Regions from separate parts of the Mus musculus genome. Here regions 2, 3 and 4 are each linked to region 1. Evidence: chromatin contacts called from public Hi-C and promoter capture Hi-C data. All regions are on one chromosome and are shown on one strand. Each heading gives the region's core, a stretch centred on a gene start, on an enhancer-like site or on the middle of the called end of the contact. The rest is flanking DNA. Distances are from core to core; before and after follow the strand shown. Region 1 holds the start of Odf2l (outer dense fiber of sperm tails 2-like). Region 2 holds the start of Spata1 (spermatogenesis associated 1). Region 3 holds the start of Prkacb (protein kinase, cAMP dependent, catalytic, beta). Region 4 holds the start of Ssx2ip (synovial sarcoma, X 2 interacting protein).

Region 1 (2,763 bases), core at 80-2,579:
TTAAGACGTCTATTACCAGTCTATCCATGGCTGCTCATGTACCCAGCATGTCCATATTGAATGTCCCAGGCAACAGAGAGAAGAGCTTCAAGCTACTTATGCAGAAGGTGCATATTGAAGTGGCTTGTTGTTTTTGACTGTGGAATATCATTCCATTGTATTGAATATGTAATCAATTTTCCTGCTGGTAAACATTCAATCTACTTGCCATTTTTAGCTATTATAAACAAACTTGCTATTTATGACTTTCTTATAGAATATTTCATAAACATGTATTTTCATTTTCCTCACCTAGGCGAACAGCTCCCTATGGAAACTCCCTAAGAAGCACAGCATCTGGCTCTGAAGAGCTTGTACTAGCCATACTGAAGGGCCGACAGTTCAGCTCCTAGCTGACATTTCCCATAGCTACCATTTTACTCTATCTACTAGAAGTATGCGCTGCTTCGATATGCTGTTCATTTTTATATCTCTTCCTGTGGTGGAACCTGAGGGAGTGGAGCGGAGGAACGAGGCAGACTAACGCCGCATGCAATAGCCAACTTTATTCAGAGCATCAGACAGTGTATACCCTGAGTGCTAAGAAAGGTCACTTGAGTATATAAGAAGGACAAGGTGCACGCGGCAAAAACATGTTTGTTTGTTTGTTTCCCATAGAGGCAAATAAATGGATAATAGCCAGTTGTACAAAAACTCGGACGTAAACTCACTCCTATCTACTACACCTGGGAGGTGCATGAAAACATTCCAAGAACAATGACAAAACTCCCAAAATCTCATAAGGAAAACAAAACAAAACAAAATAAACAAACAAAAAACCACTACTAGGTCCTACCAAGATCTCATTTGGCCGGTTCAGCAGTTTAGAAAGCACAGCAGCTTTATCTAAGGACTTAGGAGGACTTGAACGACATTTTGGAGAACCTGCTGACTATGTTTTTAAAGAAGAAAAACTCCTGTGGGGGATAATGCCATACACTGGAAAGGTTTTTCTGTCTTGGGTTTTTTCAAATCCTAGCTACAAAAAAGGGCAAAAGCAGGGAAGTCATTTTTCGATCCAGTGTCAAGAGACTCGGAACGGACCTTCCTTCCCTGCTAGGATGAGAGCGGTTGAGATTTTCGGTCAGCGACGCACAAAAGCTACGCCTTTTCTCAAAGCTAAAGCTTTTGAAAAATCTCACTAGAGAAACCAGAGCAGAGACAACCCCCCGCCGGCCACGCCCCCTCACTCCCTCCAATCACAGCAGGAACGGCGCTCGCGCTCTAGAGCTCCCGACCAATTAGCTGCGTCGGAGCGGGCCGATGAGGGCGGGGCGTCCGTTTCCACAGAAACCGCAGGCCGGTTACTAGCAACGTTGAGCTCCAAGGTGGACGCGCTCAGGCCGCCGCTGCCTGTTCTGGTGACTCGTCAGCTTCTCTCCCCGCGCTCCCTGCCCTTCCCTCTGGCCTCCTACTCTCTCTGCACTCTCCGCCTGCTGCAGTGACCCAGGGCCGGGCAGGCCTCAGAGAGGCCTCCGGCCATTGTAGGTAGTGGCGGCGGCGGGGGATGACGTCAGGGCGACGGGCGGACGGGCGGGCGGGCGCGAGTCTGGGGTGGGCTCTGAGGGCGGGCCGCGCGTGACCCTAGGCACCCGGAAGTGAAACCCGTGGTGCCCACCCCTCCTGAACAGTATGTGTTTGGTGCTCAGGTCCTCACTGTCACCCAGAGGAAAGCGGACATTGTGCCCCTGCTTCCCGCGGTGTGGTCTCGGGGCGCCGGGGAGAAGTTAGCGGGGGATAGGGTCCCTGCAGAGCGAGGGTCCGGGTTTGGGGGTGTTTCCGACATAGTGTTTTCCTAATCTTGAGCTCACCCGATGCCAGTCCAGTTCTTGACGTACCCCGAGTCATGTCCCCTGTCTCTGGCACTGAATATGTCAGTTGAGTAACCTTAACCTAACGGTGGCTGCTATTGGTGACCCTAAAGACCAAGTTTCTCTGTCACGCCATGGCTTACAAGGGTGTCAAATGTTTGAGGGTACGAGTGCCTCTGGTTTAGGTAAAGGATCAAACTGTAGAAATCGTGCCTGTTTGTAAGCTTTACTTCATACCTTTGATTAATGGTGAGACCGGCCATATTTGTAATTTTTAATAGCAAAGTATTATTATTGCTGTTTTCTGCTAATTCTACAACTGGTGTATATTAATAGTTTTAGTCTTTGCTTTTCGAGCGTCTCAAGATCTGAGCAGATAGCCTCATTTATTCGTCACTTTTGTTAACTCCATACAGACAAATGGGAGTCAGGATGAGTATAGAAACGATCCGTTGCAGGCCACTGATGCCCCCAACCCCCACCCTCTGGTTTAGTAGTTCTCCATTTATGACTGCTTCAGCAATGACTTTCTACAAAGAACAGATAGGTCTTCAAGGTTGTTCTGTAAAATCAGTTCTGATCAACTCAGGCTTGTAAGTAAATTTAAGGTAGGTTGGTTAATTCAGGATAATTACTTTAAAAAGGAGAAAGTGGAAAAAACGTGAAGATTGCTGAGCTGCCCCGCAGAGTGGGCCAGATGGCATCTAAGTTTAAAGGTGGGATAAAGTAAGATGAGTCCAGGGATTCTACTTCTTGCTCAGTGTGTCACCGTGACTCTAAACCACCCCTGTTGCTGTCCTTGATGGTCATCCGTGGTCCTAACATCTGCAGTATCCTGGGATCTTTAACCAGTGGCCTCTTCTGTCCTTTCATTGTACCAGTCCTCAGTTTCTTTCCGTGACACTTGCAATCC
Region 2 (2,739 bases), core at 118-2,617, 1.4 Mb after region 1:
GCACATTCCATAGTTCTTAAGTATTATTGTAACTAATATAAAGTAGAACTTTAAGTTACACGTTAATCTTAGAAATCTGCATTTTAGCATACATTACAGGTAACAAGGCACAAAGTAAAATATTTGTGTTACATTTTGCATTAATTAATTTATTTTGGAGGCACAAGCCTTTAATCACAATGCTTGGAAGGCTGTGGGTTTCGAGGCCAGCCTGGTCTACATGGAGTTTCAGGCCAGCCAGAACTACAAAGTGAGACCCTGTCTCAAACAATATGGTTTGTTCGTTCACTTTTTAAATTATGTATTAATTAATGTACGTGTGTGAATGCAAACGTTCCCAGACTCCAGTGAGGGTGACAGTAGCCCAGGACTTGGTGCTTTTGAGTTGCCCAGTGTGGGTGGTGGGAAGTGTGACCTTAGGTCCTCTGCACGAGGGCTCAGTTCCCCAGTCCTCTAACTGCCATCTTCCAGCCTCAGTTTTCGTATTCTTTACACATATAATTTCATTTCGTTTCATTTTTTTTTTCCAAGAAATCCAGGGAGCGTTTTAACTTCGGCAGTTTAAACGGCTTGCCCAAGCACACCAGGGCTAAATTCAAACCCAAGTTTCTTAGATGGTCACTGTTAAGGACTGGGTAAAACCCCAAACTGATATTAACTGCTCAGTAACGCGATGTGTTGGCCCAGAGCAAACCATGTCATTTTTCTCAGTATCCCAAAGAAACAGCACTCACGACGAACCTCCTGTTTAGAGATGTTAGGTCTCAACAGGACTAATTTAAATCTTACTAAACTTTTGAGTCCTTCTGAAAACCCCTCTGGGGTTCATCAGTTACAAGCACGAAGTCAGCAATTACAGGGACATCAAAAGAGCAAACGATCCCCGAACGCGAACGCTTTATTTTTTAAAAAAGCACGGGGGACAGATTCCAGAAAGACAGGGCTAACAGGAAGCTGTGCGGGGCGGCTCGCACCTCTCGGCGACAGGCCAGCCTCCGACCGTCCAGGGTCCCGCGGCCCGGGTCCGTTACGGCGCCCTGGGCCCCGGGCTGGGCGAGCTGCGGCCGGCGCCGCCGGTTCACCCGAGGGCGCCTCACACAGGGCTGAGCTGGCGGGACTTGGGACGTGTCACGGACGCCCCGAGGCAGCGCGGCCACGTCCCTCACCCCGCCGTCGGTCGCGGACCTCCCTCCCCGCGCTCCCGAGTCCGCCCCGGGGCGTCCTCTTACCTCGCCCTACCCAGCCCCTCCAGAGGCGGAAGGCGCCGGCCGGGCGTCGGGCCGCACCGCCCCCGTCGCCACCGCGCCCACCGGCCGCTCCGCCCCTTCTCTCTCTCTCGCGCGCGCGGGGGGAGCCCGCGGCCGTCCCGGGGGGAGGGGGAGGGGGCGTCGGCGCGCATGCGCGGCGCGCACAGCCCCGGAAACTTCGACGAAGTTCGGAGCCCCGCCCCCGCCGTCCCGCGACCTGCCGCCCCCTGCCCGGACTGACGAGTCGGCCCGGCTGTCCCGAGCGCCATGTCGGGTTCTTCTAGCGTCGCCGCCATGAAGAAGGTGGTCCAGCAGCTCCGGCTGGAGGCCGGGCTCAACCGCGTGAAGGTGAGCGGGCGTGGGCGGGCGGTGGGCCCCGGGGTTGGGGGGAAGCGCGAGCCGACACGCGGCTCCTCTGGCCGGGCTGTGGGCCGAGGGCGAGGAGGGGGCCCGCCCTTCCGCCGCCCGCCGACTCTCGGCGGCCCCGGCGGGTCTCGCCAGCGACTTCCGTCTCGCACGTCTCACCCAGGCTCACTCCCAGCCCTCGTCCTTTGAACACACACGAGTCCGCCTGGGTAGCTCCGGATGGCGGCCTGATGAGCAACTTTTGTTTGCGGATCGTCCCGGGAGTCTCCGGACTCCACCTTTGTGGGGGTCCAGCCTCGAACAAAGAGGTGTTTGCAGCAGACGCCGCGGCGTGCTCGGCTGACCTTGCTGGGGTGTCTGTTTACCCGAGAAACCGCTGGCCGCTGGCCTGGGAGCTTGCGGTCTGGTTGGGGGGTCGGGTCTTGGGCTGTTGACTTTTAGGGAAAGGCTGTCCTTGTTGGTAGACAGCTAGGCATTCAGACGCTTTGGCTCTAAGGACCGTTTGGTTTATTTTTTTCAACTCCTAAACGGATTTGGCCTCTTTCTGACGTAATAGGTCGGGTTACATGTGAAACACTTCCCGGTGATTATAAAAAGAAACAAGAATATAAGTCGCCTTGCTAGACCCTGCCAGTTTCCAAGGTGATTTGATTTTATATTCAGCAGGCTAGTCCTTATTTCTAACGTGCTTTTGGAGAAGGCTTCTATTTAGCTTTCTTCTCAAGTAGAAATGTCAGAGACTGCTCAACTTCCTTGTGGTAACCATAGGAGGAGGGTAGGGAGACGCCCAATCAGTCTTGGTTTGGACTCTAATCATATTCTCACTTTTCATCCAAGTGACTTAGTCTTGGCCAGATTAGAGCTCTGAAATTTGAAGTGATCTATTGATCATCATCATTCATATATAATAACTGTCATAAAGTAGGCCAGGAAGGAAAAAAATAGTGGGTTGGGGGAGGAAATAAAGACAGGTACGTGTAGTAATTACAGTGGCGGTACTTAACCCTGGTGGCCCAAAGCAGTGAGCTAGCTCCCAGAGGAGGACTTCCTTTTCTTTGAAAACCCTACCTGCTCTGTGGCTACCTCCTAGCTTCTCTTGCCTTGCGTCCTAATTCTTCTGAAGGCT
Region 3 (2,992 bases), core at 222-2,721, 1.7 Mb after region 1:
CAGTTTGCCCTGCTGTTCCATGCCCTGGAACGAACCTTATTGATGAAACATAACCCGTTAAATCTGACTGTTGTTTACATTCCACAAAAGCAATAGCTAGACTCTCTTCTGTCAACTCAACTCTGCTTTGTTCATGAGAATCAAAAGCTGTTTGCTTCAAGCTAATTACAAGATTGGCTTCATTCTTCTGTTATAAACACAGACACAATGGAAGACGTTACTTACAGTAACACGAACAAATTGTCAGACTTACTTCAAGGACTGAGATGTCATTAACCTATGGCAATGTAACAAAAGTCAGGGACCGTTCTCTAATTATTGTGAATTATAAATTATAATATGAGCCGAATAATGGCACACAATTTTCTCACAGCCTGTTACACAACACGCATATATGTGTATGCTTACATATAAAACCAAGTTGCTACACAGAAACTCAATTCCCACGACCCTTTTGTCTTGAAATTTTGTACACAGTACTGAACGTCTGAACTTTCAGCTCTCGGAAGAAAGCACTTCAACTCTGAAATGCCTCTAAGTTTTACAGGCATCCTGGAACATTCCTGGATGTCTAGAGTAAACGCAACGCTGTCTCACTTATTTTTCCTCGAATGGATAAAGTTGCTGCTTGTATTTATGTCTGCCATCTCTAATCTCTTGGGTGAAAGAAAGAGCCTTAGACACTAAGGGTTAACGTCACCTTTGGAGACCCTCACGGACACTCACCTTGTGAGAAAACTGATATACATCCAGGAGAAGGAGAAAAAGCCAAGTCAACCCAAACGTACTACCTGTGGCTCCCTTAAAGGAGGGTCTGGGTGTTGGGGGCTCTGGGAGAAAGAAGAGCTAAGGGTGCGATCACAAAAGGACCATATTTGGGGACGCGTTCCAGACCGTGGCAGCCCTCCTCGCTCTAGTAAGAAAGGGGATCACAGGGACCTCGCTGCCCGCCTTCCCTCTCTCCAGTGAGCCCCGGGGCTTGGCCCTCACCCCCGAGCCTTCGTGGGGGAGGGGACAGAGGAGGAGGCGGCCGGCCCCCGCGGCCACTGCAAGGCCCGGCCCGTGGCTCGCGCGCGGCCTTGGGGGGGACACCGGCCCAGGGCGCTGCACCGCGCGGCGGCCCATCCGGCGGGAACCCAGCCAGGGCCTTCGACTCGACTCACCGCTCTCCACTTCGCTGCCTTTCTTGGCGATCGCAGTGTTCCCCATGACCCGGGAGTCCGCAAGCAGGGATGACGGAGGGGAGGGGACCGGGGCCGTCCCGCCGCCCGCCCCGCAGTCGGCAGCAACTTTGGCTAGGCTTTGGCTAGGCTCCCGCAGACCCTAGAGCGCGGCGTCCGGCTGCACGGAGGGGCTGGGTGTCCGGGAGAGATGCTGAGAGCTCTCCGGCAGAGACCGGGACCGTGGCGGTGGCGGCGGTGGCGGCGGTGGCGGCGGCGGCAGCGGCGGCGCGCGGACACTCCCCCTTCCCGAGCCCGCCCTCCACGCGCGTCCCCGACACGGCGCGTCCCCAGGAGCCGCACACCCGGACTGCGACCTCCGCCTCTTTCCGGGCGGGCGCGCCGGAAGTGACGCGGTCAAGCCCCCCGGCGGGCGGGAGCCCCTCTGTGCAGGGTTGTAGCGGTAACTTATTGCTTGTTGCGTGGATGCTGGGCTTGGCCGCGGAGGCTAAGCTCGAAGTAGCGAGGGACGTGGGGACCGTTAGTTTGGAAGCACCCCAGATCCTTCCTCGGCCTGGCATCCGGTGCCCCAGAGCCGGGCGGGGGGCACAGTGCCAGGGCTCGGCCTGCTCCCGCATCCGTGTGGCCCGCGTTCCGCACGCCGTGGTTGCTCTCGCTTGATCTTCCTGCGTGGCTGCAGGGACGTGCGTGCGCCCCTCCGCGTCCTGCCGACCCTGCTGACCCTGAGGTCAGCGTTGGCCAGGAATGTCTTTTCTCAGCTCCCAGCTGTCATTGGAACTTCTTCCCTTCGCTCTTCTAGGTATTCTCCCAACACACCAGGTCAATCACCAACATTCTTGACAGCTTATCCCTTCCCGAGTTCCTTCTTCATGGTCTCACCTGATTGCCCTCACAAATTCTGTCAGGCTTTCTAAGGAGAGATATGGGAATGTGTTGCCTGTTTTACACAAGTACGTTATGTGCATCAACACAGTCACAAATTTCAAAATAAACGCATTCCCAATTGATTGTTGCGCTTCCATGCATCTGAGAGTACTTGAGCTTTTCCGTGAGGTTATTAGAAATTAATCACCTAGCCCTCTGGTAGTTTTTGTTCTGGTTTTTTTTTTTTTTTTTTTTTTTTTGAGCTTTTGCTATCTAAAAAAAAAGCATTCCAAATTTAGAACAGAAAGATTAACTTCTGGAAGGGCAGAGACCATGTAAGTTTATTTTGTGTCTGCAGCACAAACCACAGTTGGCGCGTAATGAACGGATGGTTGTTGGCTGCTAAGGAGATTTCCCAGAACATTTTAAAAGTTTTGTTATTGGGGAAAAAAAGTAGCGGTGAGTGGAAGATTCTAAACAGATTCATACTTCTATTATTGGCAATTATGTTAAATTACCAAGCATGTACACCAAGTATACTGCGTTCTAAGTGTTGTACAAATAGTAATTAGTTTCCTCATAAAGTCCCTATGCAAATGTGGCAAGACTATCATTGTTTTACTTAAGATCCACAGAGGCACAGAGACATTAAAGGACTTATCCAAAGCTAATTAGAAGACCTTGAAATGAAGAAGGTAAAGCCATACCATCTCAAAAAGCGCCAGAATGGTATATTTATTATTTCTATTTAAAATCAATTGAAAGGTTATAACTTCAGAATAGACCATTGGTGCTCTTTCATTTCAACAAGCCATATTGTGTGGGGAAAATGTCCTTTACATACCAAGATAAGAAAATAACCTTAGTCACCAGATACTATTAATTGGGGGATACCACGAACTGGAATAAACTGTGACATAACTCTCAAACATACCCCTACATATATA
Region 4 (2,833 bases), core at 179-2,678, 1.3 Mb after region 1:
ACTTGCGCTGTCTCTGATTATCATTAACCTTAACGGGGAGCATTCCCTGATGGAGGAACATAGAATATGTACATTATTATACAAACAAGCCTTATGCCCACAGCAGCCATTGAACATTCATGGAGGCCCGTGCCCTGCTCTCTCTGTTCCAGGGGTGGGACCATACCATGCTGTCCCTTGCACGGCCAAGCCGGACTCAGCATTTAAAGAATAAATGCCACGTTAAGATGTTTCTTGAGAGAGGAAAAGGAGTGTTTTGGAGAGTGGACAAGGGAACTTTCAGAACACCCCCTCGGATGCAGAGGGAGCAACCTCACCCCACTAATGGTCTAACTTCGAGAGTAAGACAGTCATTGGCAGTAATTTCTCACTGGCACTGTGCTCCAAAGCGCCTTTGTAATGATGTATCCTTGCTACCTGTATTTAGCATCCAATCTCCTTCAAATCCATTGTTCATTTCTGCACTCTGATCTTCTACCTAGCACTGTGGGCATGTGTAGTCCTTGTTCCTCTCTGTCTTGTTCTTCTGTGGCAGTGGTGTATTTCTTGTGTTCCTTTTACGATGTTTTGTTCTCACAGGAGCCACTTAACCCCAAACCTCTTTTTTTTTTTCCTCTTGAGTAAACAGCTTGCTAGAACCCCACCACCCTACCCTTTACTAAGGTTTCTCCATTTTCCTTTCCCAGGGGAACTTTAGGTGAAAATAGTAGGGAGAGGCAAGTGGATTTGGCCAATTGCCACTGTCCTACATTTTCTTGGCACTCATGGAGAGGGCCTAGGGAGTTTTTCATCAAGGTCTAGTTCACAAGTACCTTTTCTTAGTTTCCCTTTCCAGCTGTCTCCTCCCTAGGTCCCTTCCTTTGCCTTAGTTTGTTTTATTCACTACTTGAGCTTCTCTCATAACGCCCAGGCTAGCCTCAAGCTGCCAATGACCTTGTACTTCAATTCTGCCGGATCACAGACCCTCACATGCGTTCTGTGCAGTCCTGAGGAATGAACTCGGGGTTTCACGCGCACTACCCTGGCCCTGGTTTTACACGGATTTCTGTGCATTGGCGCATTGATTCCAGAGGCCACTACCTTCCTTCTCCAGGGCCTGACCTAATTCTGGAATGCCCCGGTGTCTCTCCGTTCTGGGGAGCGCACCTGGTTCTCCAGAGAGCATTGGGGTTCAGGGGTGGCCTCAGAGGCCCGGCTCTAAAGCGGCTAGGACCCTCCTCTTGTCCCCGTGGAGAGCTGGGGGCGGGGAGCAGCGGCCGGGTGACCCCGGGTGTAACAGGTGCGGTAGCCGCAGCTGCGCGGGGGAGAGCGGCTTGGCGTCTGCTGGGGGTTGTCGGAGGCTAGTCCTCGCTGGACCAATGCGGGCCGCGGTTGTTCGTCGCCTGGCAACCGGCGGAGCCAATGGGCGGCGCCAGCGCGGGGCGGGGTGGGATGGGCGCCCGCCGAGGAAAGCGGCGAGAGGCGGGCCGGGCGGACCGGGCGGGCTGGAGGCTGCGCGGAGCCGCTGCGTGCCGCCGCGGGTGCGGGCCCGCGGGCTGCGGGAGGCGTGAGCCGCTCCCGGAGCCGTGACGGTGAGCGGCGGGATTGTGACGCGCAGGCGGGGAGGAGGGCACCGGGCTGGACGTGGACGCAGGCACCGGGGCCGACTCTGGGCGGGCTCGTCGCGGCCGTTGCAGCGGTTGGAGAGCGTTGCTGCCCGCCGCCTGCAGCGGAAAGTGCGAGGTAGGTGCTGGGGGGGCCCCGCGCCCTTTCGGGATGCGGCGCGGGCGCGCGCGGGGTCCCTTTGGCCCGACCGCGCGGGCTTGGCGAGTCCTCCGAGGCTGCCGCAGGACTTAGCGAGTGAGGTCTGCCGCTGCTGCAGGGGTAGGTGGCTCATAGTGGTCCAGCCCCACGTTTAGGGGAAGAACTTACATCATCGCAGGGGCAGGCTTGTTTGAGAAATTATTTGGCCCCGGATTTTCCAGTGGTGTAGAGTGCGTAAATGGTGAGCTCTGTCCGGGTCAGCACATATTTCTCCTGGTGCAGATTGCTGGGTTATGCAAGTCACCTGGGCCCAGGAAATAAAACTTGCCCAATAATTCCCCATCAGCACCAGTAGAGGAATCTTTACATTAATACCCACAGTTCAGGCTCCTTAGTCCTGCGTGTCAGATTCATAACCAGCCACGCCGATGCAGTTGTGAGAGCCGGGAGTTTCTTCTAGAATCCAGGCTGGATGAAAGGTGGAGCCCAAGGATGAGAGCCTTCTGGATTTGATATTTGCTTCAATTCAGTTTAGAGTCCAGGCCTGGAGTTAGCTGAAAATAGTGCTACCATGGAGCCCGCAAGGTTCCGGAGGAAAACCTTTCTAGTCCCAAATTTGATCTTGAACGGAAAGGTCTGTATATGACGTGACACATTTACGAGGCTGGATAAAATTCAAAACCGTCGATCCAGCTAGCAAAACTTAAGCCATCCAATCTCCTTACTCCCCAAGAGCCTGTGGGCCCACGAAGCTTAGAGTGTTCATTCAAACTAAACAAGAAAAGCTGTGCTCCCAGTCGACACTTTGTCCTGCCCGGTGTGCACAGAAGTTCCTCGTACAAAGTGGCTCTCTGAGAGGATTAGGAATGGATAGAATTCAAACCGGGGCGTTTTCTTTGGTAACTGTTGGGGCCCCTACAGCCTGTCATTTTACACCCTTCCTTTCCTTCTTGTTCTCCATCTGTACAGGGAAGATAATAGGTCCAGGGATTAAGTAACAGGGCCACAGCAGCTTGGAGATAACTGCTGGGGCCGGGCCACTCCAGGATGAAATGTGAAACTCGATCCATGACACACTTGAGCCTTGTGA

What was found. Promoter capture Hi-C pulls out the DNA fragments that hold promoters and counts their contacts. A called contact is a pair of places that touch in the nucleus more often than the background predicts. Capture Hi-C pulls out chosen DNA fragments and counts their contacts.
Region 2: a contact with region 1 is called in a Hi-C map of pre-B cells, with 9 times the contacts expected there. The contact joins the promoter of Spata1 here to the promoter of Odf2l in region 1. A contact is called at or near these places in 2 of 39 promoter capture datasets (liver and pre-B cells), 2 of 484 Hi-C or Micro-C datasets (pre-B cells and uterus), 1 of 115 datasets of contacts at active chromatin or transcription factors (pancreatic cancer cells) and 1 of 9 other capture datasets (adipose tissue).
Region 3: a contact with region 1 is called in a promoter capture Hi-C map of adipose tissue, with 4 times the contacts expected there. The contact joins the promoter of Prkacb here to the promoter of Odf2l in region 1. A contact is called at or near these places in 1 of 39 promoter capture datasets (pre-B cells), 5 of 484 Hi-C or Micro-C datasets (CD4 T cells, CD8 T cells, double positive thymocytes and 1 more) and 2 of 9 other capture datasets (adipose tissue and liver).
Region 4: a promoter capture Hi-C map of pre-B cells shows a contact between it and region 1, with 2.5 times the contacts expected there. The contact joins the promoter of Ssx2ip here to the promoter of Odf2l in region 1.

The regions. Positions count from the first base shown.
Region 1 is chr3:145,117,260-145,120,022 of GRCm38.p6, forward strand. Odf2l (outer dense fiber of sperm tails 2-like) reads left to right here and starts at 1,330. Exons shown (of 17, transcript NM_001162538.1): 1 at 1,330-1,523. Gm40163 (a long non-coding RNA gene) reads right to left here and starts at 1,154. Exons shown (of 2, transcript XR_867692.2): 1 at 1,084-1,154.
Region 2 is chr3:146,498,426-146,501,164 of GRCm38.p6, forward strand. Spata1 (spermatogenesis associated 1) reads right to left here and starts at 1,368. Exons shown (of 15, transcript NM_001316756.2): 1 at 1,230-1,368. Gng5 (guanine nucleotide binding protein (G protein), gamma 5) reads left to right here and starts at 1,411. Exons shown (of 3, transcript NM_010318.2): 1 at 1,411-1,595. The coding sequence starts at 1,515.
Region 3 is chr3:146,811,475-146,814,466 of GRCm38.p6, forward strand. Prkacb (protein kinase, cAMP dependent, catalytic, beta) reads right to left here and starts at 1,472. Exons shown (of 10, transcript NM_011100.4): 1 at 1,164-1,472. The coding sequence starts at 1,209. It overlaps LOC115486180 (a long non-coding RNA gene), which reads right to left and starts at 1,156. Exons shown (of 2, transcript XR_003954577.1): 1 at 727-1,156.
Region 4 is chr3:146,403,214-146,406,046 of GRCm38.p6, forward strand. Ssx2ip (synovial sarcoma, X 2 interacting protein) reads left to right here and starts at 1,429. Exons shown (of 14, transcript NM_001355661.1): 1 at 1,429-1,722.